Linked DNA regions of Sus scrofa: region 2 is linked to region 1. Evidence: chromatin contacts called from public HiChIP or PLAC-seq data. All regions are on one chromosome and are shown on one strand. The core of a region is the stretch at or near the end of the contact, and the rest is flanking DNA. Distances in the headings are between cores, read along the strand shown.

Region 1 (5,445 bases), core at 1,018-3,517:
GTGGCCCTAAAAAGCAAAAAAAAAGAAAAAAAAAAAAAAGAGAGAGAGAGAGAGAGAAAGAAATACAAATTCTCCAGCTCCCCCGCCATGCATTCACAATAATGTACACACTCAGACTCTTGGGGACAGGGGCCCAGGGGCCTGTATCTCAACAAGCTCTCGGGTGATTCTTACCCACACTCAGATTTGAAAAGGACTGGTCTAGTTCCTGTATGTGGTTCCTCGTGACAATCTGTCTTGACACATATATGTCACAACATGAGAGCAGGAATGCGGTTCGGCCTTATCTCCTGCTGAAAGGCCAGCACCCAGAACAGTGTCTAGTAATAGCAGGCACTCAATCAACATTTGATGGATTAACAAAAATCAAGGCGTGAAGGATCTAGCCTTGTCACTGCTGTGGCTCTGGTCACTGCTGTGGCATGGGTTTGATCCCTGGCCCGGAAACTTCCACATGTCGCGGGTGGACAAAAATAAATAAATAAAGACATGAATTGCCTCTGCGCACCATCACGAAGTGCTGTTCCTTAGTGCCAAGCAGTAAAGTAGGCACAGCCCAGCCCAACTGGGCAGAGACACGGGGAGTAACTGCCATAAACACTTCCACAGCTTTGCTCAGGCAAGAAGCAGGAGACCAGGAGTTGAGCTGGTTTCCGCTGAGAGAGGGAACATCTCGGGAATCCCTGGGCCTCCGACCCTGGGAGGACAGTACTTTGCCAGGAGGCTTTTCACCTCCTAGAGTTCCGACTATTCCCACAAAAAAGCCCCCACAACCTCTCAGGGCAGCGAGCAGGCGGAAGAACATACACTCATGCAGTCGCTTCACTCTTCTGGGTCCAGTCATCGAAAACAGCAACCTCTCTGCCCCATCTCTACTACCCCAAATATTGATCACAATCAGTTTCAACAAAATCTATTTTAAAAAAAGATCCTACGGAGTTCCCGTCGTGGCTCAGTGGTTAACGAATCCGACTAGGAACCATGAGGTTGTGGGTTCGATCCCTGGTCTTGCTCAGTGGGTTAAGGATCCGGCGTTACCGTGAGCTGTGGTGTAGGCTGCAGACGCGGCTCGGATCCTGCGTTGCTCTGGCTCTGGTGTAAGCTGGTGGCTACAGCTCCGATTTGACCCCTAGCCTGGGAACCTCCATATGCCGCAGGAGCGGCCCAAGAAATCATAAAAAGACAAAAATAAAAATTTAAAAAAAAAATTAAAATTAGGAAAGATCCTAGGACATCTGCCTTCTTTTCCAGCTAGTCTTTTTTGAAAGGGAAAAGGAGCCATCTTTAAATAACAGTATAAACGACGACTTTACATCACCCAGAGCATTTGGTCACAACTGTACTGCTTCTGCCCATCTCCTCACCCCCTCAGGGTGACAGTGCCATGCTCCACCTTAACTAATAACCAGTGCCTGTAATTCCCTGAGCACAGGACAGGGCCAATCTTTTTGTACTGCCACAACCCAGCACCCAAACATGCTCATTAAATGTTTCCTGAACAAAGGACCGCTTTGCAAACCACAAAGGGTTTACAACAACAAGATACTTTTATTTCAAGAATGAATTCCTGCCAAAAAAAAAAAAAAAAAAAAAAAAAAAAAAAAAAAAAAAAAGAATGAATTCCTTGTACTGCCCCAATCACTCTAGGGTGACTACCGCGACCGTCACCCCCCGCTAATGATGGGGAAACAGGGAGGAGAAATGCCTAGGTCCAGTTCTCCAGAGAGAGATAAGCAGGGCAGAGAACACTTGTCGCCTGTCTCCTGCCCAGAACTCAACCCACAGGTACACCGCGCTCTGCAAGATGCCAACAGAAACAATACAGATTGCAAATGAATGAAAAAAACCAGCAACGATTAAATTCTGAGATAACGAATAAGAAGAAGAATGCAATTACAAGGATCAGGAGGAACAAGTCACAGGAACTCGGAGGAGGAAGAGAGGCACAGTAGTCAGCGCAGGCTGCTGGAGGGACGCGGGTCCAGCATCCAAACCCAACCGCAGCGGCCCCGTAGACCAGCGGCCACAATCGCTCGCGCATGCGCACTCGCCCCCCGCCACACCCTGGGTCCCGGGAGCCGATGGCCTCGGCGGCTGTGTCTTACCTGTGGGCGTCCAGCCCGGAGGGGCGCCCAGGAGCGCGGAGCACGGCGGCCCCGCGCCGCACCCCGGCCCCGCCTCCAGCTCCACTCCGGCTCCTGCGGGAGGACTCGGCCCGCTATCAAGCGAACCCACCCTCCGCGCTCTACTTCCGGGGCGGCGCCCCGGCAACCAAAGACGCGGCCTTACCGGCGCCAAGACTGCTTCCGGGGTCAGATTTTCCCCACTCGTTTCTAAGCCCCTGGCCTGGCGTCCCGCTAGGCGCCGGGGGCTGGGATCGTGCGAGGAGTCTGCGGTCCACCCCGGCGTCTCCACAAACGTCAGAGCCCAGAAATGAAGTCGAGAGGGGTCGGGGCGCAGTCTCGACCCTGATAGTGCAAGGTAGAGGGGTGTGATGGCTGGGCCCTGGGTCCAGTCCGCTCATCTCTTCTGCTCAGCTTCAACATCTGTTAAACTGGGATGGTTGGCAGCACCTGCCTCGAAGGAATTTTTGTAAGGATAACCTAACAGGTTGCGCTCAGCAAGTAGTAATCAATAAATGGCCTACTCAAAGGTCACCTCATTTGTGAAGTGTGAGTGCGGGACAGGTGCAGTTCCTCAAAGTAGGATTTTTTAACTCTTTCTGTTAGGAAGAGGCAGCCTGGCCCATGAGAATTTTAAAACTGAAGCCAGACCTGGTTTGAATCCTCACCCCAAAATCCACTAGCTGGTCATGTCATTCTCTGAGCCTCAGTTTCTTGTCTATAAATGGAGATAACAGCACCTATGCTGAAGGGTTGTTGGGAAGATTATGAAAGTATTTTTTGAAAGGCACTTTGGTAGAGGATATATTAGTTGCTAAATTCCTGTTGAATTAATACACAACAGAAGGGCATGTACCCCAGACATCTGTCAGTCATGAAGGTGCACTGGGAGGCAGTGTGAAAGGAGAGAAACAGAATTTACCTCCCTGCTCAGTTACAGTCTAGCTGTTGAGCATAGGAAAATCGCAGCCTCTTGTTTTAAAATTTTTATTTATTTTTTTATTTTGGCTGCAGCACGCAGCAACTTCATGTGGGATTTCAGTCCCCACACCAGAGATTGAACCCAGGCCACAGCAGTGTAAGTGCCAACCAACTCCTAACCACTAGACCACCAGGGAACTCCTCCAGCCTTTTTTTTTTTTTTTGTCTTTTTAGGGCCACACCCTGCAGCATATGGACCTTCCCAGGCTAGGGGGTTAAATCAGAGCTGCAGCTGCTGGCCTACGTGACAGCCACAGCAGTGCCAAATCCAAGCCACATCTGTGACTACACCACAGTTCACAGCAACGCCGGATCCTTAACCCACTGATTGAGGCCAGGGATAAACCTGCATCCTCATGGATACTAGACCAATTAGTTTCTGCTGAGTCACACGGGAACTCCCTGTCAGGGTTGTTTTGGGGTTTTTTCCCAGCCTCTCAATGACAGTTTCTTCATGGATAAACAGGAATAATTAGGAGTTCCCATCATGGCTCATTGGTTAACGAATCCGACTAAGAACCATAAGTTGCAGATTCGATCCCTGGCCTTGCTCAGTGGGTTAAGGATCCGCGTTGCTGTGAGTTGTGGTGTAGGTCGCAGATGCAGCTCGGATCCCGCGTTGCTGTGGCTCTGGCATAAGCCGACAGCTACAGCTCCGATTGGACCCCTAGCCGGGGAACCTCCATATGCTGTGGAAGCGCCCCAAAAAAATGGCAAAAAGACAAAAAAAAAAAAAAAAAAAAAAAGGGAATAATTATCTCCATCTCTCAAGATGGAAAAGAGTTTAAATTCCTAGGTGAATAGCGCCCAGGAAGGTGTTTAATATGTTTTACCATGTCCTTCTGCCCTGTGCAGAGTATATGCCATTCCAAAGAGCATCACCAGCAGCCAAAACACTGGAAGGCTTGGGTACAGACAGTGGGAGGAGACCAACATCACGAGAGCAGATAGTAGGAAGAGTTCTGGCCAATGCGAAGAATTAACTGGGAGCTAGGTAGCCCCAGGAGAACGGCAGGAAACTAAGAATCTCCATGCTGATCTAATCATGTAAATCTAGTTATAAAGTCTTCAAGGCTTTCCATTGCCAGCAAGATAACATCCAGGAGTTCCCCATCATGACTCAGCATTAAGGAGCCTGACTAGTATCCATGAGGATGCAGGTTCGATCCCCGGCCTCGCTCAATGGATTAAGGATCCCACGTTGCCATGAGCTGGAGTGTAGGTCAAAGACATTGCTCAGATCCTGTTTTGCTATGGCTGTGGTGTAGGCTGGCAGCTGTAGCTCCGATTCGATCCCTAGCCTGGGAACTTCCACATGCTGGAGGCATGGCCAAAATAATAATAATAGTAGGAAAAAAAAAAAAAAAAAAACAGCACCTGGAGTTTCCCATTGTAGCTTAGCATGTTAAGAACCCGACTGGTATCTATGAGGATTCAGGTTTGATCCCTGGCCTTGTTCAGCAGGTTAAGGATCTGGCATTGCCACAAGCTGTGGTGTAGGTCACAGATGCGGCTCAGATCCAGTGTTGCTGTGGCTGTGGTGCAGGCCGGCAGCTGAAGCTCCAATTCAATGCCCACGTGGGAAATTCCGTAAGTCTCAGATGCAGCCCTAAAAAGAAAAGAAAACAAACAACAAAAAAACTCCCCCCCCCAAAAAAAATGGAGTTCCCACTGTGACCCACTGTGTTAATCACCCTGCTTATCTCTGTGGAGGCAAGGGTTTGGTCCCTGGCACAGCGCAATGTGTTGAGGTTCCAATGTGGCCGCAGCTGTGCGGCTGGAAAAAGAAAAAAAAAAGTCTGAGGGAATTCCCTGTTAGCCTAATGATTAAGGATTTAGCATCGCTGCTATGATGTGGGTTTGATATTGACCCCTGGCCTAAGAACTTCTGCATGCCTTGGGTACAGCAAGAACGGAAAGAAAGGAAGGAGGGGAGGAAGGAAGGAAGGAAATGGAAAAATACAATAGAATTTTTGCACCCATGCTGTTGATTGCTAAAAGTAATAGTCTAGTCATGACGCCGAATAAATGTGTCTTTAAAAAAAAATACAATAGAATATTAACCATCCAGGAATCTAAATCCTGAAAGCATCCAAATAAAGGAATTTCTACAAAAGATTTTGTTTTAGGATTATCTTCTTTAAATCATGTCTTTGTGGTCACTGTGGGTCCACTTGCCATAGTGTGTCCGTGTTCTTAGCTCCATCAGGCAGGCAAGAGGGCTTGCTCTTATGGGGCAGTCCCATCTTCCCCACGGGGCCAGACTGACTCCGGCACAATAGGACACATCACCCGGTGATATCACAGCACAAGTTATGGTAGATTCCAGCCCTTGTGTTTG
Region 2 (5,445 bases), core at 1,196-3,695, 170 kb before region 1:
TACAGACTTGACAGCTGACATGAAAGCACGATGTAGACCTAGCTTTCATCTCACTGTTACCAACATTATTCAAATTAGTAATCAATATGAAAATATGTTGGCTCTCTAGAAACCTGCCTACCTCTCTGATTTTCAAAACCCCTCGTACAAAGATTCAGGGAAAGAAAGGCCATTTCTTTACAAGGTACACATGGTACAACCCCTCAGCACTTAGCACAGATACTGTTCACATTTAAACAACAGCTCTTGAAATCTGAAAAGCAAGGAATACAGAGGATGTTTCCAGAAGCACGTGCTTTATTTAGGCTTATGTGCGGCACTGCTGGGGCTGAGGGGCAAGGGAGTGCTCACGACCACAGGCAAGGTCTGCCCTGCTGTCCTTTGCTCAGGGAAAAGTCAGTGACAGCTCACCACTTCCGTCCACACTCGGGAACATTCACCAGGGATCACTGCTTCCACCCCCACACACCACCCAGCGGCAGAGCAGCGTGGCTTTCCCAGTCCCTCCCTGCACAGCGTGCGGGTGGTCGTCCTCAGAGCAGACCCGCTGGTCTCTTGTAAACGGAGATGTAACCGACATAAAATAAAAACTACCTTTTACAGGTAGAGACTTGGATGTGTTGAGATGGACACACGGCGTGCATAACCATCAGCACGTCAGGGCAGAGAATACTCCCACCTCCCAGAGGTCCCTCGGTCCCTCCTGCTGTCAATCTTCTCCCCACACTGCCCCTGGCAACCACTAACCTGACTTCTGTCCCTTTTCCAAGATGTCCAGAATAAGCGGAGACCACATAGTATGTAACCTGGCTTTGGTAACTGGCTCTGTCACTTACTGTAAGGCTTTTGCGACTGCCCTATACTGTTTCCTACATCAGTGATTCATTCCACTTCATTGCGAAACAGTATTCTATTGTGAGAATATACCACCATCTGTTTACCTTTTCATTCTGTTGAAGGACATTTGGGTTGTTTTTGGTTTGGGACAATTATAAGCAAAGAAGCTAGAAACATTACCTATAGGTCTTTGTGTGGACATTGGTTTTCATTTCTCTTGGGCAAATAGTTAGGAGTGGAATTGCCATCTGGTAAGTGTACGTCTAACTTTATATGAAAAAGTGGCTGGACCACTTTGCACTCCCATCAGCAGTGCAGGAATTTTAATTGCTCTGCATCCTCAGTAGCACTTGGCATTGTCAGTTTGTTTGTTTGTTTGTTTTGTCTTTTAGGGCTGCATCCACAGCAATGGAGGTTCCCAGGCTAGGGGTCTAATCAGAGCTGTAGCCGCTGGCCTACACCACAGCCACAGCAACTCGGGATCCGAGCCGCATCTGCGACCTACACCACACCTCACGGCAACGCCAGATCCCTAACCCACTGAGCAAGGCCAGGGAGCAAACCTGTGTCCTCATGGATGCTAGTTGGGTTCGTTAACCACTGAGCCAAGACAGGAACTCCCTATTGTCAGTTTTAACAAAAACCATTTTAGCCATTCTGTTTCATATACAGAAATAACTCACTGTGATTTTAATTTGTGATTTCCTCGTGTCTAATGATACTGAGCATCTTTTCTTGCTGCTATTTGCCAACCACATGGCTTCTATGGTAGAGTGTTTTGTCTTTTTTAAAACTGAGGTATAATGACTGGTTTTTAAAATGCAAGGAAATTGATTTCAAATATATGTTAAATGGATGATACATTAAAGTCAGGATGTGTATAGTTAGCTATTTCTGCTTTATTGGTTTTATAATTAAAACGCTCCTCTCTTACTTTTCAAAACACTAGCTTGTTTTGAATTGGCCAAATGGCAGATAACTTCATGTAGGAACTGAAAATAAACACGCTTTCTTCCAATACTAATCAATTGCTTTGTTCATAAAATGTCCATTTTGAAAACTAGGTCTGAAGCCGTCTACGTTTCTAACTTTCTCTAAATTCAGGCTCACCCCCTCAGATACCATGGTGCTGAAGACAGATGCTCAACATGCAAGTGCCTGGGTGCAGGGTGGGAAGCCCCTACTCTCCCCCAGGAACCACTTGGCTGAGGGAAGGGGCGGGGGGGGGGCAGGTATACTGGAGGCAACATCCAAAGTGAGTTTGCACGGACAGGTGGGAAGCTGGACAGACTGACGGCGAGGTGAGGGGAGTGACTCCAGGCAGAGACAGTGTTGGCAAAATGAAGAAAGTGAGACAACACGGAGACCTGGGCTCGGGGAGAAGCCATTAGGAATGCAGGGGTGACTGGGCTAGCTGGGGGCTGGATGCAGTGGGTGGCCTGGGAGGTGGGGTCAGACAGTGAAAAGGCTTCACCCTGAAGGGGGCAGTGCTCCGGGAGGGACGGGTGGGGTTCAGGAGGTAAAGCCCCTGGAGGGACAGTACGAGTAGCCTCTGCCTCTGAGGCACAGCAGGAGAAAGGAACGGCTCTGTCCTCTAGGTGGCAGACGGGGGCAGGACAGAGGTAGCAGGATCCCAGCTCCCAGGGACCTCAGGTGGCGGTTCCTGCAGGCCGGGCCTATGTGGCAGAAAGAACGGAGCCACCTCCTTCCCGGATTCTTCCAGAGACGGTTCTCCCTCCTCCCTCCACCCAACCACCAAGCTCTGCCCGGCTGGTTCTGCTGTCTCCTGGCAATCTGAGTCGCTCTACCCTCTTTCCACCCACGATGCCCTTCGCCTATGCCCAGAGGCCAGGGGCTGCCCGCCGTCTTCCTGGCCGCCTGTGAGTCTCACCCTCATCCTTCCTCTGGCTCCCCTCTGCCTGGGCCCCAGAACCCAGTGGAAGACAAGCCTTGGTTTCACGGCCAGCTAGGACGAGTCTGGGGCTGGAGCTGCAGGGACCCCTTGGCAGAAACGTCTGTGTAACTGAGAACCAGAGCGGAGACAGTGGGCTTTGCCTAAAAGCCAGCGGGTTTATAATTACGGGGTGCTGGGAAGGACTGTTCAAACAGGTCCCACCAGTTCCTCATTCAGCCCCTGGGTGTGAACAGTCTGGGACGCAGCCCACAAGGATGCAGGAGACGTTTGCTTCTCTGGCCTTCCAGCTGCTTACCTTTGCCAACTCTGTCTGCGGAACAGAGCGGCCGAAGGCAGCAGGAAAGCCAGCGGATGGGGAAGCAGGTCAGTGGGACCCCCGGGATCCCAGAGGGATGGGAGGCAACGTGAATGCAGACATGTAGCTCCTCTGAGCCCCACCCACTGGCCCCCAGGGCCACCAGTTACCAGGACCAAGGTCTGGCCAGGGGACCTACACGGTGCCGCGCACCAACCACTTCACACACACACACCGTCCACGTTAGTCCTTTACCCTCCTCTTCGGTCGGTGACCACCTCACAGACAAAACACTGACCACAACCAAAGTCCCAGGGTGAAACCAGAGGCCAGGTGAGAAGGGAGCTGGGCTCTCCCTCCCCCTGCGGCCTCGGCACGAACCTCGTCCTGCGTGGCTCACCTTAATGTCACGAAGAATCCTAGGACTCCCTGGACGCCCCCAGGTACCCCAGGAGGTTCTGGCTGTCTCACTGCTGCCTTGATGCACAACTGAGGGAGGGAGCAGTAGCCCTCACACAGAGGGTGCTCTTAGGCCTGTGCCCCAGACCACCCTGCCCCTGGATGGCCTCACCTCCCGCCGGCCCGGGCCTGTGCAGACCAGAGCCCACAGCACACAGCAGGTCGACCCACACGCCTTCCAACTGTGTCCCAAGGGGCTGGGCCTTTGTCTTCCTTACCCACCGCTTCTTCCACCGCCTCCCGCTCACTGGCTCTCAGCAGGCCCTCAATAAAAATGTGAAAGGTAAAACCCTGATGCAGCTAGAAAAAAATATAGGCAGGGCAGGACCCCTCAGCAAAATTTCAAAAGTAGAAGCTATAAGGATATGTGGGCACACAGTTGTGTGTGTGTGTAAATAAACTATTACCTCAAAAATTAAGGATTTCTGTTCAGAAATCAGTAACACAGACAAAGTTAACAGATTCAAATACTGTCTCCTAATCTGCTTAAATTGTCTAAAGTGACATGGGACTAAAATCTGAACTATCTCAGGAAGCCCGACCCATCAACACTGAGAGGCCTGCAGGAAGATGCGCACAGATACGAGTGGTGACCCGCGAGAGAAGCGGAAGGTCACGGGGCTAACGGCCTGAGCGAAGGGCTCACACTCGTGGGACTTGGGGGAATGCCCACGAAAAGAGCGACACAGCTCTGCCCCCCACAGAGGGCACTCGGGAGAGCAGGAAGGGCCAAGCGTAGGGTGGAGCTGCGCACTGAGGACCCCCTACTGAGCCACGCGGGTGGGAAAACAGCCAGGGGCGGGCCTGTGACCACCAGGCAGGAAGGCAGGGAGCAGACACGTGCCCCAGGAGGACCCAGCCTCGTTGCTCCTGAGTTTTATCCCCAAAGAAATGCTGGCTCAGATCATGGAGCACCTGGGGGGCACCCCAGTGTGGCAACAAAAAGGACAGGCAGGACTGTGTAGACACTGCAACGGAAGAGATCTCACTGACAGTGCCGAGAGGAGAAAGACAGAGAAGCGGAACGAGAAACGGAACAACAGGGCACAGGATGCCTCGACATGAATTCAAAATATTGGCACATAAGCAAGGATGACACCTACGCGAGAACACAGGCGCACACAAATGCCGTAACCTTAGAAACGGGGAGTGGCTCAGGTGTCAAAGGCAGGGAGGTGGTGCTGAACGCGTTCGCCTACCTGCCCCAATCCCGGCTCCCTGCTAAGGCTCGGTGGCTGGTCTTCCCCACGGAGGCACCCCTGACACCTGCCACACCACCAAGAGGGCGCGCCTGGATCGCCTGCGCTAGCAGACAGGCGACACCAGTCCCCTGCCGTAGCGTCCTGCTGGCTGGTCCACCTGGGGACCACAAGGGCCCTTCCAAACACTGTCCCCATGGGTCACAATCGTGCCGTTAGCCTCCCTGCCCCAGCTGGACTGCAAGCCTCCTGGTAACAAGCACAGCACAGTATTTTTCATCAGCAGCAGCATCATAATTGATGCCAGGCTGTGGGCTGACAGCTCTACATGTCACCTCATTTAATCTTGTAATGATCCCAAGGCAGTGGGATTTTACAGAAAAGGAAACAGATTTGAAGAGGCAAAGTCACTCATAATCATGCAGCCGAAAGGAGGCAGACTCCACCTTCCAGAATCTTCCTCGGGCTGAGAACAGGGCGAGTGTTAGAGCCAAGACTTAAAAGGTCACTATCAGGTGATGTGTGTGTTTCCAACCAGCTCTGCAGGTTCCAGGAAAGGCACAGACAGAGTTCGAGCCTGTGGGTCACTGTGTGACCCCACTCCTGGACGCTCCTGATGCCTCCGCGTGCTGAAGAGGCTCATGCCAGGCCCTCGGCCTGGGAACTAAGACCCTGTGCCAGAGCCGACCTTGATTCACTCTCAGAAAGCTCGTGTCCTTTAACCTGGTAAAGCCCAGGCA

Evidence for each region. HiChIP or PLAC-seq counts read pairs in DNA pulled down with a chosen protein or histone mark.
Region 2: a contact with region 1 is called in an H3K27ac HiChIP or PLAC-seq map of alveolar macrophages. The contact joins the enhancer-like site here to the promoter of TTLL1 in region 1. A contact is called at or near these places in 5 of 47 Hi-C or Micro-C datasets (fetal liver, heart right ventricle, retroperitoneal adipose tissue and 2 more) and 2 of 2 datasets of contacts at active chromatin or transcription factors (alveolar macrophages and skeletal muscle).

What each region holds. Positions count from the first base shown.
Region 1 is chr5:5,790,582-5,796,026 of Sscrofa11.1, reverse strand. It overlaps TTLL1 (probable tubulin polyglutamylase TTLL1), which reads right to left and starts at 2,267. Exons shown (of 13, transcript XM_003481524.3): 1 at 2,106-2,267.
Region 2 is chr5:5,956,316-5,961,760 of Sscrofa11.1, reverse strand. The region is part of intron 3 of PACSIN2 (protein kinase C and casein kinase substrate in neurons protein 2); the gene reads right to left. Among named protein-coding and RNA genes, the nearest start is that of ARFGAP3, 35 kb to the left of the region's middle. Within about 2 kb of position 2,445, at least 8 of the 83 cell types and tissues checked have an H3K27ac peak or open chromatin away from gene starts, as enhancers often do. A contact at or near this core is called in alveolar macrophages and retroperitoneal adipose tissue, where this site is marked.